Linked DNA regions of Rattus norvegicus: region 1 is linked to region 2. Evidence: chromatin contacts called from public Hi-C data. All regions are on one chromosome and are shown on one strand. The core of a region is the stretch at or near the end of the contact, and the rest is flanking DNA. Distances in the headings are between cores, read along the strand shown.

Region 1 (4,156 bases), core at 1,127-3,626, 160 kb before region 2:
TCTGGCAGTCTCAAAGTGGCCTCGGCTCAGCCAGGCCACCGGGTTTTCCAGGAGAGGCTCAGGAGATCTGCTTGAAGTTGTATTCAAATGCTGCCTGTGTCAGTCTCTCAGTTCCCCTGTGGCCTTGCTAATGGCCTTCCCCTGTTGCTATCTGAAGGCTATATAGGTAGTGGTTCTCCTGTCTCAACGGAGCACTGCAACCAAGCCCTGCCCAGGGCTGGACTCTGCATGGCCACACTGACCTTGCTGGCTAGACAGGCTCTGTTTGGCTGAGTTCATCCTCCTGGTTCTAAGACTTGGCTTTGAACACTGGACTGGTGGTCTGAACAGCAGGTGAAAGGTGCTTTTTGTTATAGCCAGAGGGCTGGTCACTGAGCAGTAGAAGTGTGGGCCAGACTTGTGCTGTGGCAGACAACGTTACATCTTTTATCTCTACGGGCTTGGTCCTGTTCACTGAGTTGCCCAACAGCCCTTCTTTAGAAAACAAAAAGTGACCCAGAACCGGACGGCCACAGCTGAACTGCTCAGAAGTGTCTGATTTCTTTGCACCTTCTCCCCAGCTATTCATCTCCGTGCTGGAGACCAATAATTTAAAAGAAAATAAACGTGCCTCAGCCGCCTGGGCCCCCACCCCACACAGCCCTGGGCCTATGAGAGGGTTGTGCAATGTCGCAGGGCAGATATCGTACTGGGGTGTCTTCCCTCCCACCGAGACAGTGACGTCAGCCTGGTCACCACGGCTGTGGTCAGACAGGAGACATTGCCAGTGCAGCCGAGTGGCTGGCGTAGGAAGCGGTGGTTTGATGTTTTGACTTTAGGTTCAAACATGGTGGAGGGCGCGTGGGTGACGGGAAGGAGAACAAGAAGCTGTGGGGCGGGTTGAACGTTTGTCGTTGAAGGCTAGCGTGGCAGGCTGCGGCGGCAAACTTCTGTAGTCCCAGCGTGCAGAGGCTATGGCAGGCAGAAGATGGGTTTGAGGCCATCCTGGGCCACACAGTGAGACCCCATCTCAACCAGCAAGCAAGGAGGCGAATACATGCTTCTATTTTGAAAGTTAAGTTCTGTGTTTTGTTGACTGTAAAAGGCGAGAAAGGAGCAGCTGGCTGGTAGCAAGTCTGGCTATCATCACTGTGTTTAGAAAGTGAAGTCTTAGAATCCTCCACGTGCAGGATTTCAGAGGCGGTGGTGTGCTGGTCTCCCCCATCCGCAAGTTCCAACGTGACTTTGGCATTGATTGCACACGTGTGACATCATAGCTTCATCGTCCCCCCCCCATGCCCTGCACATGTGCGTATGTGCATTTGGTGCTGGGGCTGGTGCCCAAGGCCCTCTGTGCCTGCCCTAGGGCAGTGTTTGGCCTCCAGCTTTTCCTTTCTATTAATTTTTTCCTTAAATATATGCTAATACTTCTGACATCCTAGGCCAAGAGAAAGTCTTGCTTATTTGTAATTGATGTTTACCAAGTGCTTCTGTCCTGCAATGCTGCTATGAGTGTAAGTAGCAGGTATAGAGCATGTGTCTGGAGTTTTCTTCAGTAACAGTGCTAGTGACAGAACTCAGGTATGTCCTAGGAAGGTGGATGCTGTGTCCCGAGACCCTGCTGAAATCATTCCAACCTTGCTCTGCCACATACAAGAGTGTAGCAAACAGGCTTTAAAGTATAAGCATTCGACGGCTTCCCTTGGGATGGGGATGAGTAGAGGGTATCAAGGACCAAACCTGGTCACCACTGAGGATTGTTGCCCGCCCTTTAGTCCTGTGTTAGGGAGGTGTTTGACTGGCAGAGGACATACTTCCTCTCTGCAGCTCACCTGAACAAGCCATTCCCTTCACCCTAGTCATGTGCGTAAGGAGACTTCAGGAGTGCTCAGAGGTGCCCTGTGCTATATGGGGCTCACACCCTCATCCACAAGCGACTCTGCAGGCCCTTCAGAGTCCTTTGTCCCCACTCCACTCCTGGAAAATCTCCTGTGGACTTTTCTTCCTCTGCGCTAGCCTCACCGAAGCTCGGCTACTCTTTGCATGTGAACTTCAAATGGAGGAAGCACCATCATTGTTGCTTTCTGCGATGGCCTGGGGGTATGGAGTGGAGGGTTTCCTCCGTCAAGCATGCGCAGTGTAGCCACTGAGTAACTGGCTTCTTTGTGGGTACCTTCCCAAGTAATGGGGCTTGTGGGTGGTTTCTGTTCTGGGGCTGAGCCGCCCCATAGCTGCTGTCCTGAATGACGGCTCCTATTTTGGACCCCTTGGAACTTGTTGCTGTGGTGATTGTTTCCATAGCAATGTCTGTTGCCCCAGCAGGCAGCTGATGAAATGGCTCCTGAAACTCTGGGGTCCATGCTGAGCCCGTGTCCTCCCAACTCCGTGACTCCTGCCAGGAGTGTTGGGAAACCCTGGGCACACAGTGTATGGTGTAGGCTGTTTTTACGTGGGTTGGTCTGCAGGGGTAGTGACTTCCTGACTTCCTCAGGCTTCATGGAGTTCTTCCTCTGCTCACAGAGTCTTAAAGAGGCATCTCTGCTCTGTAGAGGAGGAAGTCCAAGAAACAGGGCTGGGAGAGGAACAAGAGGCCAGGGAGGGAAGAAATCTTACACCTTCTCAAGGTCTGAGGATGAACACTGCTTAACCAAAGGTTAGCGGAAAGGAAGCCAAGCCCTATCCAAGTCAGCCAGCAGCTGTGACTGTGGCAGGCCAGTACAGGAGCCATGCTGAGCTACTCCATGCTGTATAGAAAGTTCCAGTGTGCCCTGTGGCCAGAAGCCGTACGAGAAATCCCGCTGGGGTGTATTACAGGTCGCTGTATATTTGCGAGTTTATATCTTGCTGTCTAAACTGGCAGGGTTTTTATTTTTCCTGGTGGATACCCAGAAGGTCTTTCCCTCCCTCCTTCCCACTAACAAAATCACATTTGTTGCCTGTATGTGAAGCTGACGCCTGTTTGACGGCCGCTGGGCATCAATGATGATCTGAAGGGAAGCAAGTGGTCACAAAGGTGGCTTTTCTTGGGTACCGCAGTGCCTCACATGGAATTGACTTCATGCTAATATGACTCTTAATTGTGACCGGTGGAAATGAGATTGGTCAGGCCCCAGAAGCCAGTGAGCAACTGCCCAACAGAGGTCTTTCTCTGTTTGAGTTAGCTCCCTTAGGACTTAGAATGTTGGGAGTTTTCACTCGAAGTAATTATAACTCCTGTTATAAGTTTTAGAAGATACAAACTCCTTAGTGTTTGAAAGGTCAGTACTGTCTTGACTTACAAGCAGGTACAAATTTGTCTCTCAGCTCAACACCCCTGACAACAGCCCAAAATGTCAGACTTGACTGTCCAAGCAGATCTGTGTCACAGCCCTTGCAAGCACCTAACTGTGAAACATTTTCAGAGTTGCAGCTTGGGACTGGAGAGGTGGCTCAGTGGTTAAGAGCACTTGCTGCTCTTCCAGAGAGCCTGGTTTCCGTTCGCAGCGTCCATGTTGGGTAGTTCACAACTGCCTGTAACTCCAGCTCCAGGGGATCCAACAATTCTTCTGGCCTCCATGGGCATTGTGTACACACACACACACACACACACACACACACACACACACACACACACTTCAAAAAATGTAATAAAAACAGCAACGTCAGCACGTCAGCAGTAGTTTCGTGCGCTTTCTTATAAAGGCATGGGGTTGAACTCCTGAGAATCGAAGCGTCCTCCGAGTTTTAACTTCCCTTTGGGGACTGCTCACGATCAGTTTTCCTCTCTCTGCTGTTTATAGCAACTTTTCGTTTTAAACTCTACCCTAAAGAGCTAGTGCTGGCAAACCTTGTTGATGTCAGATGTCCCCTGCTTGGCAGTGGCTGCATGCCCAGACCATGTTCTGAGAATGGCAGGCTGCCTGCTGTATTGCCAAAACTTTCCACAGAGAGTTTTGCAAGGGGCCGGGCGGAGTGCCAGGGAGCCAGGGGGACTGCAGAGACCACAATGGTGCCCTCCTCCCACCTGGTGATAACATTTTAATTCTCTTTGCATAGGTGAAGCTTCCCTCAGGGGAGAACCCAGAATGCAGACCCTCCCGGTGGCCTCAGCTCTTAGCAGCCACCGCACAGGTCCGCCTCCCATCAGCCCCAGCAAGAGGAAATTCAGCCTGGAACACGGGGACAAGGACTTGGACTG
Region 2 (4,225 bases), core at 1,441-3,940:
CATTTTCTTTTGGAATTGTGCATTGCGCGCGTGCGTGCTTGTGTGCGTGCTTGTGTGTGTGTGTGTGTGTGTGTGTGTGTGTGTGTGTGTGTGTGTGTGTGTGTGTGTGTGTATCAGCCTGTGGAGGATACCTGGACATAAATGTGCATATGAATGTGGTGGCTAGAGGTTTTCTTATCACACTCCACCTTTTGTGGCATTGAGTCTGAAGCTGTCCCTGCCCTATACCCTCAGCACTGGGGTCACAGATGCATGTCACCCACACCTGGCCGTTTACAGATACTGGACATCCCAATTTAGGCCTTCACACTTGCAAGGCAAGCACTTTAATGACTAAGTCCTCTGCCTAATATCACTTTCTGAAGTAGCAGGGACTGCAGTTTTGAAATGTCTATGTATTCTAGAGAGCAGGCAAGTCCATCTATTCAGGATGAGGGGAGCCAGGTTTCAGAAAAAAAGAAATGAACATTACCAGTGGTGACAAACATTTCACCTGCCTCCACTCCAGGGCACATTAGACAGATCCAAACCAAAGGAGATTCTATAAATTAACAGACAACGCCTCAAAAGGGCATGGACAGGAAAAAGGAGAGTTTAGAGACCTCTCCCAGAATGAGGGAGATCAGAAGAAACATAACTACATAGAGGTCTGGTCTGATCCTGAAGTAAGTCCTCATTCAGAAGGAGAAAGACGTAAAGTCTGTGAAGAACATTCCAGGACAGAGACAATGTCTGAAATAGAGCCTTTGGGTCAGGTACAGTGGCTGTTAACACTGAACGCCTGTTTCCTGTGTGCTGTGTTGGTGAGAGCAGGTCTTTGTTCTTAGGAAATTCACAGGGAAATGTTTAGTTGAGAAAGAACAGTTCCCTGTTGACTCTGGAAAACTCAACAAAGGAACCAGAAGGGGCGGAGCTGAGGAGGCGGGACAGCAGAGGGGAGGAAGGTAGAAACCTGGGAGTCTCTGCTAAAGGCCACATAGAGTAGACTCTGCAGTTTTCTGTATCTCTCTCTCTCTCTCTCTCTCTCTCTCTCTCTCTCTCTCTCTCTAAGATGTATGTATGTATGTATGTATGTATGTATGTATGTATGGGAGTATCGCCTGACTGTATATTGTGTCTGGTGCCCACAGAGGCCAGAGAGGGAACGGACTTACCAGCCACCGGAAGTGACAGACTCACTTCAGGATCAGACTGGACCTTTATGCAGTTATGAGGTTTCTATGGAATTTGACTTACAAGCCACCACATGGGTGCTGGGAATTGAACCCAGATCCTCTGCAAGAGCAACACTCTTAACTGCTGAGCCATCTCTCCGCCCCAGTGTCACCAAGTTTGAAAGTGTATCAGAAGGACTGGAGAGATGCTCAGTGGTTAAGGTCACTGCCTGTTCTTGCAGAGGACCCAAGTTCAGTTCCCAGCACACACATCAGGCTGCTCACAACTGCCTGAAGTTGAAGTTCCAGGGACCGATACTTCTGGTCCCTGTAGGCTCTACACTCTCCTATGTCCACACGTTTAATTTAAAATATAAATCTTTAAAAATTTGTACCAAAATACAAAGTTACTAAAAAGGAAAATCTTAATTAGAAATAAGAGATAAAGAAATTAAGAGACTGACTGCTGCTAATAAATTGCCTCAATGCATTCTGGGACAGCTTTTCTAGATTTCTGGTTCACAATCACACTTGTTGGCCTGACAGACGTTCACCACACTCTAGAACTGAACAGTAACTTGTACATGTATCAAAAAGGCCTCTTCAACTTCTGACAGCAGATGCTCTGTCAGGTGACGAAGTAGACGTTAAAATGAAAGCACCCCTCAGCACCCACACCTCCCTGCACATGTGTGAAGGCAACAGTTCACCAGCCCTGTCCCAGGCTCTGGCAACACGATGAGGGTTACACCATCAGCATCACTGTTTAATAAACAGAAGGCTCACTATCCCAGAGTGTCCTGCTCCTCCAGCCACTTCCTATACTGAAGCTAAACCAAGCAGGAGTAGAGTGAGCCTCTCTTCTGGGTGGGGGTGGAGGAGACAGATACTGGAAACCACCAAAGGAAAACATCACTTCACAGGAACAAGAGACAGAGGTTTAGTCCTCAGTGGGTCATGCTTCTAAACACCACTTCCACAATGGCTGGGGAAGATGGCAGGACAGGAGGCACAAAGGACTGGAGGATGAGGAGAGCCCTGAAATTCAAAGTTCTGGACTTGACATGGTGTCTCACTCATGAACTTGGAGAAATTATGGATACCTGCCGGAGTCCTGGGTGAAGACAAATCCAGTCAAAATCCCAGCACAGATAGGTGAGGCATGACCCAGGCCCCCAACTTTTACTGGGAAGCTACTGGCAGCTGGCAGCTGCTGGGGAAGGGAGAATTATTCTCTCTTGAATGTGTGGCCTCTGATTTCCCAAGTTCCTTCCCCACACCCATAGGAAGTGCTAATAGGAGTGAGTAGGTTACTATGGCTGAGGGCATGTAGTTGGGAAAGGTAGTGTTGGGGGATGGTTTAAGGGGAGTTGACGAGGGGTAACAGGAAGATATGATAATGTGTCATTCTACATGTATGAAATTCTTAAGACTGAGGAAAAATTTTTAAAAAATGACTTCATGAATATCAAAGGAAAAATGTGTAGAACTCACTCTTAGCTCCAAAGAATTTTGATTCAAACAGCAGCAACTCAGACATGACTCAGTATAAAAAACATCCTGCTGAGTAAGCAAGCGTTAAGCATAAGCCAGCACTCTCATAGAGCGATTCGGCGTAATTGGGATTGTCATATCGGAGGATCAACACTCGGTCTGCAGATGATGCAGATGACAGGGAAGGGGGCCAAGAAAGTAAATGAGGGGCTTCTCCTGGAAAGAGGTGCAACCTTCTCGGCACAAAGGAAACCCAATATCCAGACCACAAGAAAAGTGATCGCTATGGGAACAGCGCAGCTGTGAAAATCCACGTCAGTTTGTATTAACTCGCCTGGCAAGTTTGTGTAATGCAGGACTCTGAATGGCCACTGACAGGAAATAACTCTGGTAACAAAAACACCATACCTGTGTTTAATCTGAGACTTCCAAGGAGGGAGGACAAGGAAACAAAAAGCTATTCTCTCTTAAAGAAAAAGGAGGGGCAGCCTGAGGTACGCCTGGGTTTCTTTATGGACAGCATCTTATGGGCTGATTTAATTAGAAACAGAGCAGGAAAGCAAATGCTCACGTTTCTCGGAGAACACAATTATCTTCATTTCATTGATGAGCTAGACCTACATAAAGCCACAGACGCTGCTGGCATGGGCACCAAAGGATTTCAGTTTGAAAATAATCCTGCCAAGTTATTTGGAGACCAATTAGTTCAGCTGTACCATGGAAAGATGGACAGACAGAAGTCATTTCCACTGAGGAGCACACGGTCGTGAGACCCTGTCTCTGAGGACAGATGTGCGCATCACCACCTTCAGGGTCCTGCCAGAGAGGAATAGGATACCTTGAGAAACAGCAAGAAGAATAGGCTCAGAGGTCATTTACCCACAAATTATAAGGTTTAAATCTCCACCAGGCACTTGAGATGCCCAACAATAAAGCAGGCTTAGTTTACTCTCAGAGCAGAAAGGAAAACAAACCACTCTCCACTTGGGAGTGCCTAGATTTAACCAAATTCATCACTATGGCTTATCGATCCCAGATTCCACGGTTTAGGCAAACAGCTGAGGACAGAAGCTACTCTGAGTAGACTTTTCCTAGAATTCAATTCCCTCAGCTCCACCCATTGCAGGAGGCACAACAATGTGTTCTCAGAGAAATGCTTGCTTAGGATGAGTAAGCCCCACAAGCTACTCTGATAGCTCCCCAAGTAGGAATTGGAAAAGGGGAGCTTGAAGGCATAGAGTGGGGGTTCTCAACCAGAGGGTTGCGACCCCTTTTGGAGAGGACGAATGACCCTTTCACAGGGGTTGCATATCAAATATTTACATCACAATTCACAGCAGTAGAAAATTATAGTTATGAAGTAGTGACAAAAATAATTTTATGGTTGTGGTCATCATAACATGAGGAACTGTACTAAAGAGTTGCAGTATGAGGAGGTTAAGAACTACTGGCTTAAAGGGACATCCAAAGGGAATTGGCTGTCACGTACAGTGCACATGGAGAATAACTCAGAGCCTCTTAACACTGAGACGCCGTGTATTCGGAGATACATCAGCCGGTTCCCATTACAATGGACA

The links. A called contact is a pair of places that touch in the nucleus more often than the background predicts.
Region 1: a Hi-C map of the A7r5 cell line shows a contact between it and region 2, with 2.9 times the contacts expected there. The contact joins two enhancer-like sites. A contact is called at or near these places in 3 of 12 Hi-C or Micro-C datasets (the A7r5 cell line, Schwann cells and frontal cortex) and 1 of 1 datasets of contacts at active chromatin or transcription factors (oligodendrocytes).

What each region holds. Positions count from the first base shown.
Region 1 is chr4:149,627,746-149,631,901 of GRCr8, reverse strand. Vgll4 (vestigial-like family member 4) reads left to right here. Exons shown (of 5, transcript NM_001015004.2): 2 at 4,015-4,156. Among named protein-coding and RNA genes, the nearest start is that of Vgll4, 31 kb to the left of the region's middle. Within about 2 kb of position 2,376, at least 55 of the 93 cell types and tissues checked have an H3K27ac peak or open chromatin away from gene starts, as enhancers often do. A contact at or near this core is called in the A7r5 cell line, where this site is marked.
Region 2 is chr4:149,471,691-149,475,915 of GRCr8, reverse strand. All of the region lies in intron 16 of Atg7 (autophagy related 7), which reads right to left. Among named protein-coding and RNA genes, the nearest start is that of Atg7, 54 kb to the right of the region's middle. Within about 2 kb of position 2,690, at least 12 of the 93 cell types and tissues checked have an H3K27ac peak or open chromatin away from gene starts, as enhancers often do. A contact at or near this core is called in the A7r5 cell line, where this site is marked.